Linked DNA regions of Mus musculus: all the other regions are linked to region 2. Evidence: chromatin contacts called from public Hi-C and HiChIP or PLAC-seq data. All regions are on one chromosome and are shown on one strand. Each heading gives the region's core, a stretch centred on a gene start, on an enhancer-like site or on the middle of the called end of the contact. The rest is flanking DNA. Distances are from core to core; before and after follow the strand shown. Region 1 overlaps Gm31340 (a long non-coding RNA gene). Region 2 holds the start of Nadk2 (NAD kinase 2, mitochondrial). Region 3 overlaps Gm31340 (a long non-coding RNA gene).

Region 1 (3,996 bases), core at 587-3,086, 260 kb after region 2:
TCTGTGAGGCAAAAGACACCGTCAATAAGACAAAAAGGCCACCAACAGATTGGGAAAGGATCTTTACCTATCCTAAATCAGATAGGGGACTAATATCCAATATATATAAAGAACTCAAGAAGGTAGACTCCAGAAAATCAAATAACCCCATTAAAAAATGGGACTCAGAGCTGAACAAAGAATTCTCACCTGAGGAATACCGAATAGCAGAGAAGCACCTGAAAAAATGTTCAACATCCTTAATCATCAGGGAAATGCAAATCAAAATAACCCTGAGATTCCATCTCACACCAGTCAGAATGGCTAAGATCAAAAATTCAGGTGACAGCAGATGCTGGCGAGGATGTGGAGAAAGAGGAACACTCCTCCATTGTTGGTGGGACTGCAAGTTGTACAACCAATCTGGAAATCAGTCTGGTGATTCCTCAGAAAATTGGACATTGTACTACTGGAGGATCCCACAATACCTCTCCTGGGCATATATCCAGAAGATGTTCTAACCGGTAAGAAGGACACATGCTCCACTATGTTCATAGCAGCCTTATTTGTAATAGCCAGAAGCTGAAAAGAACCCAGATGCCCCTCAACAGAGGAATGGATACAGAAAATGTGGTACATTTACACAATGGAGTACTACTCAGCTATTAAAAAGAATGAATTTATGAAATTCCTAGCCAAATGGATGGACCTGGAGGGCATCATCCTGAGTGAGGTAACCCAATCACAAAGGAACTCACACAATATGTACTCACTGATAAGTGGATATTAGCCCAGAAACCTAGGATACCCAAGATATAAGATACAATTTGCCAAACGCATGAAACTCAAGAAGAACGAAGACCAAAGTATGGACACTTTGCCCCTTCTTAGAATTGGGAACAAAACACCCATGGAAGGAGTTACAGAGACAAAGTTTGGAGCTGTGACAAAAGGATGGACCATCTAGAGACTGCCATATCTGGGAATCCATCCCATAATCAGCCTCCAAACGATGACACCATTGCATACACTAGCAAGATTTTGCTGAAAGGACCCTGATTTATGTCTCTTGTGAGGCTATGCCGGGGCCTAGCAAACACAGAAGTGGATGCTCACAGTCAGCTATTGGATGGATCACAGGGCCCCCAATGGAGGAGCTAGAGAAAGTACCCAAGGAGCTAAAGGGATCTGCAACCCTATAGGTGGAACAACAATATGAACTAACCAGTACCCCCGGAGCGTGTGACTCTAGCTGCATATGTATCAGATGGCCTAGTCACCCATCAGTGGAAAGAGGGGCCCATTGGTCATGCAAACGTTATATGCCTCAGTACAGGGGAATGCCAGGGCCATAGGGAAGTGCGAGTGGGAGGGTAGGGGAGTGTGGGGTGTATGGGGGACTTTTGGGATAGCACTGGAAATGTAAATGAAGAAAATACCTAAAAAAAAAAAAAAAAGAATTAAAGTTTCAATGTACGTAAACTTTGAACTAATGGTTATGAATTCTTTAGGTCTTAGGTGAAGGTCTTAGGTTTGGGTCTTTAATTTTAAGATCGTAGGTGAAAAAAACGATGTCTTTTAATTCTCCTTCACTCCCATAAAATACTAGGCATGTACTGATTATAAATCTAAACTGTACTTTGAGCACATTGCAAGCCAGCCATTGTATAACCACACAGTGGTTTAATGTGATTAAAGCCACAATGGTTTGCAGAACGCTCTTCGTTGAGGCCAAGAGAGCTGACCCATGTCACCTTGCCAAAACGTAATTTTCATGATTGCTTTCAGCCTGCCCAGGATTCTTGTGGTTCCCACTGGTAAATTGATCCTGTACTTCCTGACTTTCGCTGCTGTCTGACTGCAGCTCCCTGCATTGCATCACAGGACTCTTGGAAGGGCTGGCAGCCTCGGGATGCTTGCTGTGGACCCAGCCAAGTGTTGATTACTCACAGGGGGAATCAAGAGCAGATCTTTCAGCAGGCTGTGGTTATCAATGACGTTGATTGCTGCCACGAAGGACGTTCAGCTCAGTCCAGTGTTTATGTCAAGTATGTGTTCAGCTGATACCAACCATATATATGCTAGACTGGAATATCATACCATATGGTAGACTGGGGCATGCAAGTTTATCTAAGTTGTTCTCTAGAAAGTTGAGAGACATTGGCCTGAAACAAAAATACAGTCCTATCCATCACAGCCTCCTCTGCGCGCTGATAGCAGGCACTCTTTGGAATAGAGTGTTTGAACTACAGAAACAACTTCACAAAATATTGCAAGTTCAGCCAGCAGGGTGCTCATGTCTACAATTCCAGCACTCAAGAGACTAAGGTAAGATTTCTGCAAGTCTGAGGTCTTTATAGCATACTTAGTGAGTTCCAAGCCAGCTTTGTCTACTTAGTGAGTTGCAGGCCAATATGAGCTACAGCTAGAGACACTGTCTCAAAACCAAACAAAAACATGGACTACATTTTTTTTTTTAAGTCTTGAAATAAATATTGGAGAAGAAAATCTTTATAACAAAAAATCCAGGGCTGGAGAGATGGCTCAGTGGTTAAAAGCACTGATGGCTCTTCCAAAGGACTTGAGTTCAATTCCCAGCAACCACATGGTAGCTCACAACCGTCTCGTCTGTAAAGGGATCTGGTGCCCTCTCCTGGTGTGTCTGGAAACACTACAGTGTATTCATATACATAAAATAAATCTTTAAAAAGATCCATCTGGGGCTGGCGAGATGGCTCAGTGGGTAAGAGCACCCGACTGCTCTTCCAAAGGTCCAGAGTTCAAATCCCAGTAACCACATGGTGGCTCACAACCATCCGTAACAAGAACTGACTCCCTCTTCTGGTGTGTCTGAAGACAGCTACAGTGTACTTAATATAATAATAAATAAATCTTTAAAAAAAAAAAAGAAAACCTTTTTTTTTTTTTTTTTTAAAGATTTATTTATTTTTTTATTATATGTAAGTACACTGTAGCTGCCTTCAAACACTCCAGAAGTCAGATCTCATTACGGATGGTTGTGAGCCACCATGTGGTTGCTGGGATTTGAACTTCGGACCTTTGGAAGAGCAGTCGGGTGCTCTTACCAACTGAGCCATCTCACCAGCCCCAAGAAAACCTTTTTAAAAAAAAAAAAAAAATCCATCTGAAGGTATTCAGTCTTGGAGGAGGGAGATATGCTTCAAAAAGAAAATTGATTTAGTAGTTAGCAAAAAGGCTCAGTGGTTAAAGACACTTGCTACCAAGCCTGGAGCCTTGAGTTTGATTCCTGAGGGGAGACCATATAATACAAGGAGAGAAACCACTCCCATGAGTTCTGATTTCTACGCATGCACTATGGAATGCAGACATAAGCTCACATATGCATAGAAGAAATAATAAGTACGATAAGATGTTTTATAAAGGAAACTGGTTCAATACAGAAGAACTATTGATTCAAAAGAAAAAAGAATGGTCTTTGATCTCTAATGGATTAATTAGCAAAGGCTTCTTTTGGAAGCATGCACAAATACTACACACACACATTATATATTACATGTAATGCTTGTAAACTGGAATTATAAAATATGTACAGATGAGACAATCAAAACAGAAGCAGTTAAAAATCTTGCCCATGATCATATCATTAGTATTAATCAAAGAAGGTTTTTGCAGGCATCTTGCTAACTACCTCTTAACTGTGTTTATACCCGATTGGTTAGTACTGTTCTCAACCTTGGTTAGACGGTTTACAGTGGGTAGCTACCAATGCAGAGAGTCGAAACTCACAACTAATCAGAGTGTTGAGATCAAGTGACTATTGAGTACTTATCCCTGAATGAGACATTTATGTCAAACTCCACCCACTCCTGCACGACTCAGGGGAGGTAAAAGGAATTCCAGAGCCCAAGGATGAAGAGGGGTGCTATGAGAAGCTGTCTTCCAGACATGATGTGGCTGTTGTGTTCATGAACTCACAGTAGCTATGGTTACCTGCACAAGACCACACCAGTCAATAATCTTACCATGATGGGGTGA
Region 2 (4,018 bases), core at 482-2,981:
CTAAGCATACATGATATTTCACAATTTCTAAAAGGTGAACCTTGCAGAGTCGGGCATGTAACCAAAAGGACACGCCTCTTTTTCCAAAATAGAAACAAAGTACTCTCATCTAGCCCACAATCCCCCCCACTTCATTGCATTCATTTCACTCAACTACACAAACTACGCCAGCCAAACGGCTGATACTCTACTAAAGACTGCAAATGTTTTCTAGAAATACTTTCAAACACTTGGGGGAAAGAGAAAAATTTGCACTGATTTCTACCTTGTCAACTTGCCAAACAATACTGACAAGATGCAGCAGCTAGGCAAGGATTTACAATTTGTTTCCCCTGTGTCTAAAATAAAAATGTGAAGGTAAGGGCATCATTTTAGAACAGCCAGCCTACTTATTCTTGTACATAACTTAGTAATGCTTATATACAATTCAGTCTAAAGCCTTCGGGTGTCTGGAGTCAACAATTACAGGCATAACTGTGGGGGGGGGGGTTCCTAAATAAATTGCTAACAGCCCATTTCCCAAAAGTTACTGGGTAGCACAAAATCAATTTTTTTTTTCAAAAATGGGGAAGCTCGAACTCTGGGTTTAATCCTTCCCACACACACACACGCATGGCATACCTGGCAACGCTATTAGTAAATACACCAAACACGGTGTATGGCGGAGGCCCTGTTACTTCAGGGTTCATGCCTTCTCCCCATTAGCCGGCATACTTGTTCCTTTTCTGACCTTCCAACACAAAAACCCATCTCGGGTCAGCTTTCCTGCCTCGCTGTCCCAGGTGCTTGCTTTTCAAGCAGTAAGAGACCCTGAAGGGACAGGCGACCACAATCCAGCAGGGCTTTCCCTGGCCAGGCCTCTGTCCCCAGGCGAGAAGGGGGTGTGACCGCGGCACTTCGGCCCTCTCTCCGCCACCAGTGGCTGTGCTGGAGAATTTCCTTTCTCCCGGTGGTCTGGGGAGAGGTCCCCAGGACAAACAGGGCGAACAACCCTCATCTTCTCAGCGATGGGAGTCCGTGCTACCGAGGCGGGGGCGAGGACACACGTGGCTTCCCAAGTCCCGGTCCCAGGAGCCCCCTCTAAGGCAGGCTCAGGGCGCCCCAGTCCCATGCCCGAGGGGCCCCACAGGCAATCGGAGGAAGGTTGTCGGGCTTTGGGGGTGTCCTGTGGCCCGTCGCCCCCCACCCCCACCCCGAGTACCGGCCGTCCCCCGCCAGGACCCACCAGCTGCTTCAGGTCCTCCTCCGAGAGCTCCGCGTAGCGGTACCGCTGCTGCTCGAACTCGTAGCGGGTGGTTTTCGCCACCACCACCACCCGCGAGGGGCGGAAGCCGCCGTCGGCGGGGCTACCACCGCCCGCCAGCTCGCGCGGCTGCCCGTGCCCCAAGTGCCGCCGGCCGTCCGCGCCCGAGCCCGAACCCCGCAGAGCCGCGCGGCCACCCGCCACGCGCCGGCAGCTGCCCAGCAGGAAGCCCCGGTAGCAAGTCATGATCCGCGGGGCCGCGGGTGCAGGCTCGCGCTCCCTGCCGCCAGCACCGCGCCGGCCGCGCACAGGTTAAGTGCGGGGACGTGCGTGGAACGCGCCGGGGGGGGGGGGGACGTGCCCAGACGCACGCGAGGGCGGAGAGGCCCCGGGAGGCCCCGGGAGGCGGGGATCCGGGCTGGCCCCCGGGCAGTGGGTTTTATTTGTTTGTTTATCCGTTTTCTTGGGCGCCTGCGCAGTGGCCTCTCGGCCCGGCCCCACCTCCCTCTTCACCCTTTCAGGGAGGCCGCTCTAAGCCCGCCCCCGGGCCAGATCTGTCAGCTAATCAGAGGTCGGGAAGGTTTGGGAGCCCGAGGGGCTGCGGGGATTGGCTGGGGCTGGGAAAGGGACGAAATTCTATTTGGCTTTCGAGCTGCCCGAAGAAATCCAGTTGGAACTGGTCTGGGCGGCGTTGGGGGTGCAGGCGGAGTTTTGAGCGCCTGGCGGGAAAGCAAGTTTCTTGCGCATCTTCCTCTAGTTGCTTTCATTTTTGCTTGCTTTCTGGGTAGTTGGTCATGCTCGTCTAGGGTAAATTTTAACCAGTGTCTGCTGGATGGCTGATGTGGCCGTCGCTGGAGTAAGAGCTGGGGGCGGTGACCTCGCTCCAAACGGCTTCGTTTTGCAGGGCCTGATGGCAAATAAAGATGCCGAGCCCTTTATTAGAGAGGAATTAGAGCTAACCGAGAAGGATCACAGAGCATTAGCCCGAGCTCCGGTGACCACCAAAAGACCACCAGCCTAGAGAGGCAGTGCTGTCAGGGAGAAAGGAGGAGGATAATGAGGGAAGGAGTCTTGTCTAGTCCTGTGTGTCTGTCTAGACCGCGAGATAAGGTTGGAAAGCTGTGTAGGACCAGACTGAAGGGTTAAAAATGTTTTGCACTTTATCCTGTAGGCAAGCTCAGAGCAGTGTTTGATGATTATTGATCTGACTTTGGAATGTTGGGTAGGTAGTCCTTGAAGCTAGAGCAAGGGAAGTTACTGAGTCTGTGGGAACAGTTACACAACCATAGAGATGTAGGCTGATTAAGAATAAAAGGGAAAGCTACAATGAAGGGAAAGTCATAAGACAGGGTAGGTGGCCACTGCCCTGAGGTCCTTGCTGTGGCGTCCTTTCCTTTGCGATCCTGGCACTCCCAGTAAGTGGCCTCTGGATTCCGGGCATGCTATTTCATGTTTGTGACACTCAGATGCCTCTGTGATATCGAACCTGTTTTCTCTTTCACGTCACAGAAAACTACACTTTTGACTCCCACTTCTAGCTGGAAACATCTCAATGGGATATCCTAGTCAAATCTTATTTTGGATCCTTTCTTCTGCCTCTTCCAAAACATTGCTTCATTACACCATCCTCTCGGATGTGTCTTGAATTCTCTCAGGAAAACCCCTGCTGGGTTTTCCACTTCAGTCCTTAAGATTCCCATGTCTAGGACATTTAAAACTTTAAAGATTGAAAGAGCCTTCTACACCCCAGTTGTTTACCTGTTCCCTAACTCCCACTTACTGATATATTCAGCGGTTCTCAACCTCTGGGTCATATATCCGATGTATGTATATCCGATATGTTCATTATGTTTCATCACAGTAGCAAACTTACAATTCTTTTTTTTTTTTTTTTTTTTGGTATCATAACCAATTTCTCACTATTCTTTTTTTTTTAACTTAGGAGTAAGTTTTTTTTGTTGTTTTGTTTTTATTTTTTATTGGCTATTTTCTTCATTTACATTTCAAATGCTATCCCAAAAGTCCCCCTATACCCTCCTCCCTCCCCCTGCCCTGATCCCCTACCCACCCATTCCCACTTCTTGGCGCTGGCTTTCCCCTGTACTGGGGCATATAAAGTTTGCTAGACCGAGGGTGCTCTCTTCCTAATGATGGCCAAGTAACTATGGTTGGGGGTCACCACAACATGAGGAACTGTATTAAAGGGTTGCAGCGTTAAGAAGGTGGAGAACCACTGATACAGGTTCAGGACAGAATAATCGGTTCATTCTTGCAGCCAACCTTTTTTGGGGGTGGGAAACAGGGCAGGCTGGGGGCGGTCAGTTGAGGGAACTGCCAAGGGTTTCATCTCCTTCCTGTGCTTACTTAGCCACTATTTGCAAAGTTACCAAATGAGCAGGTGGCTGTTCAGAAGAGCCCATTTAACTCTTAAACCACTGGGGTTTGTGAAGCGCAGAAGTGCCTCCATTCTTTCTGTTGCTGCATGCCAGCAGTCCCTAATGGCATTCCTTCTTCCTTTCAGTCCCCCTCTTTCTAGACCCTTCTCTTGGATGTAGCTCCTGCCCTTGTCTCCTCTAGCCTTCTCCCTGGTCATTTTCCACCCCTACTCCACTCTCTGTTGTGTAATGAAGAGTTTGGGCTTTGAAGGACTGTATCAAATCGCAACTTTGCTGTGTATTTACTTTGTGAACCTTGAACTGGTTGCCTAACCTTTCTGAGCCGATTGTCTTATTTATCAACAGTAGCTACCTTGTAAAGTTGTACGGAAATGGATAA
Region 3 (3,760 bases), core at 16-2,515, 290 kb after region 2:
ATCTGCATCTCCAGATCTCCAGATAGTAAAACAATAGTAAGGGTGTGCTATGTGCAACGCTACAGCAATGATTTCAGCGGCTTCAACTAAGCGGGCCACTTTTTTGAAAGCAAGAAACCCATAAAGCTCATTGGAAGAGACCAGAGCAGAGAAAGAGTATGTACTATAAGAGTCTACTTAGATAAGCCTCTAGAAAATGAAGACTAACATGAAGAGAAGCTGATATACATTGCCTGGAGATTTTGGGGGCGCATAGGCTGGGTCAGGAAAGGGGGACAGGGTTGACTGCAAAGGAGCCCGAGAGAAATTCGTGGAGGAAGTGATGAATGCGTTCATTAGGCCGTGATGATGTCACCACAATCAAGTAGTGAATACAGACGTCAAAGCACATTAAACCGCAGGCTTTCAAAACGTGCAGTTTATTTTGAATGTCAATTAGGCCTCAACCAGAACGTGAGGTTTCCTTTCTAATTCGGAGGGTTTTTCTGTAAACTGTGACTCTGTGTTTAAAGTTTGAAGCTGAAGAACGATCCAGCTTGGTTAGAAAAAAAAAAAAAAAAAAAGCCCTCACCCCAAACAATGCGTACCCTGTCATATGCATCTAGGAGGCCTTTCTTTTCCAAGAGAAAATGTGGGGTTTGGACAAAGACGGAGCACTGAGTTAGGGAGCAAAGCATGGCTGGAACTTAGCCGGAGCCACCAAAAGTGCCAACCTCACGGAGCAACAGCTCCTTTGCCCACTGTCTCCCCGAGCAATACACAGGCCAAAGAGCTGGGAGTCCATTTTCTTTGCTTCTGGTCTGAGGCATGAGGACTGACTCCGTCCAACTTGCCAGCTACCCTGCCTTCAGGCCACACGCTCAGCAAGTTGTAGTCCAAGTTACTGTATGCTGAGCCTTTAAGAGCATTGTTCGGGCCCTTACTACGGGCAAGTCAAAGACCTGGGTTTCTCGGCCGTGGACTCAATGACGAATCCATTTGGGTGTCTGAAGCTGGCAGTGTTTGGTCCGTGAAGGCAATTGAGATGTTCTAACTCTCTTGCGACCCAGCGATTTTTACTCCCCACGAATTTCCCTCCAACCGAAACTTGGCTCCAGTGTCCTGCAAACCAGACCCCGGGGTGGTTACAAAACAAGAACCAAAGGTCTGGTAGTGTAAGAGCGTTATAGTTCCTCTGGGAGTCCTGCCTCCTGCCTCCACCACCCTCCATCCGCCAGTGAACAGTCGGCCTTTCCTCTCACTGTGGGGAATGCCACCGCTCTCTCAGAAATGCCACCACGGTTGCCCTTGGCAATCCTTTCTTGTGCAATGTCCTTTCTCAGGAAGATGAATACAAGCTGTGCAGAACTGAATGTCGATCCCACCCTCGGCAACCAGCAGTCTCATTAAGCAAAGACTAAAGGACCCCGGGGAGAAATACATTTGACTGACTCTGGAGTTCAGGGAAGAACCATGAAAGGGGGAGAGATTTCTTCACAAGTGGGGGCGACTTTCAGGCAATCCTCCTTACCCCAAAGCCCAATGTGCTCACTTCCTGGTAGGAAGGCCATTTTAAATTCTGTCTCTGTGTTGATTTCATCAACGGGACCCAGGAGTAGAAAGAAAAAGGTAGAGGTCTTTGTGTCTCTCTTTAAACATGAGTCTGCCAAGGGCGTCCTGGGTTTTTCTTGACCAGGGCTTTTGCTTGCCTTGACCTTGCCTCTGATTCATAGTGGACCCTCACGTAAGTCGGTGTCTCCCACAGACTCATTTTCTCCATGTGCTGAGGGAATCTAGACTCTGGGTTTTAATCCTGCAGTTTCTATACTGACAGGTTTAGTTAAGGCTATCTTCTGAAGGATGCCTGGAATTCTGGGCTCTCAATAAATCAGTCAGAATCCGGCAGAAATAATGGTTGTCCACAAAGGACAGCCACCCCATTTCAATTTATGTTTACGTGACCTCCTGTAGCACGCTTTGGACAGTCTGGTCAAAGAAGCACTTCGTGCTACAGGGAGGCCCAAGTGCAAAGGCATCAGAGATGATTAAGTAAGGTTAATTCAGAAACAATTGAATAAGGCAAAGTCTTGTTGGCCACGCTCCAAGAAAACTCTTTTCCCTGTACAATGATCAGGCTGCCTTTGAAGTTTCAGAGTCTTAGCAGAAAAAAAAAATGCAATTTTTAATGTTTCACACAGCATTCAGTATTTTGCCCTGAATAGATTATTGTAGCATTTATCATGGCCCAAATTTATCTGGTATTAATTATTTGTAATAACAGAAGCCAAATAGCATAAAGCAAGACATCACTTATCCAGTGTCAAGGAGAGGAAGTCGATCAGTCAGCATTCCTAGCTGCACTGGTAGGACCAACTCTAGCTTGATTGGAATTGAGAGAGAATGACTTTCTTCCGTGTGCATTAGGTGTGGCTGTGCTCACCCAGGCATGCATGTGTGGAGGTCAGAGGTCAACGTCAGATGTCTTCTTCACTACCCTCCATCTTGGTTTGTTTGTTTGTTTGTTTGTTTGTTTGTTTTTTGACATAGAGTACCCATTGAACCTAGAGCTGTCTGTTGAGACTAAACTGGCTGGCCAGTGAACCCGCAGAATCCTATTCTGCCAGAATTGGGGTTGCAGATATAGCTACAGCCGGCTTTCGAGTTGTGGAAGTCAGAATGCAGCTTGCCTTAATTGCAAAACAAAACCTTTTATCCACAGAGTCACCCTCCAGACCCATGTAGTGCCCTTCATTAAGGATACCACTCTGGACCAGGGAATTTTGTTCCCCTTTAACCTCATGACCTCAGACATCATCCAAGGTATACCACCAGATATGTCTCCTGTTAACTAAGTCCTATCTCCTTGGACACTATTTAGTGAGATGAAGGATGGAGAAAGACTACAACTTGGAATCTGCAGGGGAGACAGGAAGCTTCTGTAGGAGATGAATGATTGCATCTTGCCCTGGTAGCCCACCTCGATCTCACCTTCTGTTTGCCCATGGCTTTCTCCAAGTTCATGTCTCAAAGGGCATCATTCCACCTTTTTGGAAGTCTTCTTGGCACTGTTTTTCTTCTCTATAGCTAATCTCCCACACAGACAATTCATCTTAAATAATCACATACTTAAAATTCTTCAGAATATTCCAAGCATGTTTAAAATAAGACCCAAGTTCATTATCATAGACAACAAGACTTTATGTCATAGGACAGTGATTCTCAACCTCCCTAAGGCCCTGATCCTTTAATTCAGTTCCTCATGCTGTGGTGACCCTAACTATAAAATTATTTTGTTGCTACTTCGTAACTATAATTTTGCTACTGTTGTTAATTGTAGCATAAATATCTGATATCAAATGAAGGGTCATTTGATACCCAAAGGGGTCATGACCCACAGGTTGAGAACTGCTGTCATAGACCTTTGCTTACTCTCCAGATTCAGTCTGTATCACTCCCTCTCCTTCCTCCCTTCCTTCCTTCCTTCCTCCCTCCCTCCCTCCCTCCCTCCCTCCCTCCCTTCCTCCCTCCCTCCCTCCCTCCCTCCCTCCCTCCCTCCCTCCCTCCCTTCCTTCCTCCCTTCCTTCCTTCCTTCCTTTTCTTTTTTCTTTTCTTTTTTTTTTTCTTTTTTTTGGTCTTTTTTGTTGTTGTTGTTGTTCCATCTGTCTGGAATGCTCTGACTCATGATTGGACTGAGTCTTTCTTGTCACTCACATGACGAATCCAATTCCTCCTGTATTCTTTTTCTCTTGCTGTTATAAAAAAAAATCACCACAAATTTAAT

The links. Hi-C and Micro-C count contacts between places; a contact is called where the count stands out from the background. HiChIP or PLAC-seq counts read pairs in DNA pulled down with a chosen protein or histone mark.
Region 1: a Hi-C map of the C3H10T1/2 cell line shows a contact between it and region 2, with 5 times the contacts expected there. The contact joins the enhancer-like site here to the promoter of Nadk2 in region 2. A contact is called at or near these places in 5 of 39 promoter capture datasets (the 3T3-L1 cell line, 3T3-L1-derived adipocytes, embryonic stem cells and 1 more), 1 of 15 datasets of contacts at CTCF or cohesin (the NIH/3T3 cell line), 1 of 484 Hi-C or Micro-C datasets (the C3H10T1/2 cell line), 1 of 115 datasets of contacts at active chromatin or transcription factors (embryonic stem cells) and 1 of 9 other capture datasets (adipose tissue).
Region 3: an H3K4me3 HiChIP or PLAC-seq map of stem cell-derived neural progenitor cells shows a contact between it and region 2, with 21 read pairs. The contact joins the enhancer-like site here to the promoter of Nadk2 in region 2. A contact is called at or near these places in 6 of 39 promoter capture datasets (the 3T3-L1 cell line, 3T3-L1-derived adipocytes, embryonic stem cells and 2 more), 1 of 15 datasets of contacts at CTCF or cohesin (the NIH/3T3 cell line), 4 of 115 datasets of contacts at active chromatin or transcription factors (the NIH/3T3 cell line, astrocytes, fetal liver and 1 more) and 1 of 9 other capture datasets (adipose tissue).

The regions. Positions count from the first base shown.
Region 1 is chr15:8,804,376-8,808,371 of GRCm38.p6, reverse strand. All of the region lies in intron 2 of Gm31340 (a long non-coding RNA gene), which reads right to left. Among named protein-coding and RNA genes, the nearest start is that of Gm31340, 95 kb to the right of the region's middle. Within about 2 kb of position 1,836, at least 53 of the 459 cell types and tissues checked have an H3K27ac peak or open chromatin away from gene starts, as enhancers often do. A contact at or near this core is called in the C3H10T1/2 cell line, where this site is marked.
Region 2 is chr15:9,068,973-9,072,990 of GRCm38.p6, reverse strand. It overlaps Nadk2 (NAD kinase 2, mitochondrial), which reads right to left and starts at 1,731. Exons shown (of 13, transcript NM_001040395.4): 1 at 1,226-1,731. The coding sequence starts at 1,489.
Region 3 is chr15:8,778,891-8,782,650 of GRCm38.p6, reverse strand. All of the region lies in intron 2 of Gm31340 (a long non-coding RNA gene), which reads right to left. Among named protein-coding and RNA genes, the nearest start is that of Gm31340, 70 kb to the right of the region's middle. Within about 2 kb of position 1,265, at least 39 of the 459 cell types and tissues checked have an H3K27ac peak or open chromatin away from gene starts, as enhancers often do. A contact at or near this core is called in astrocytes, neural stem cells and stem cell-derived neural progenitor cells, where this site is marked.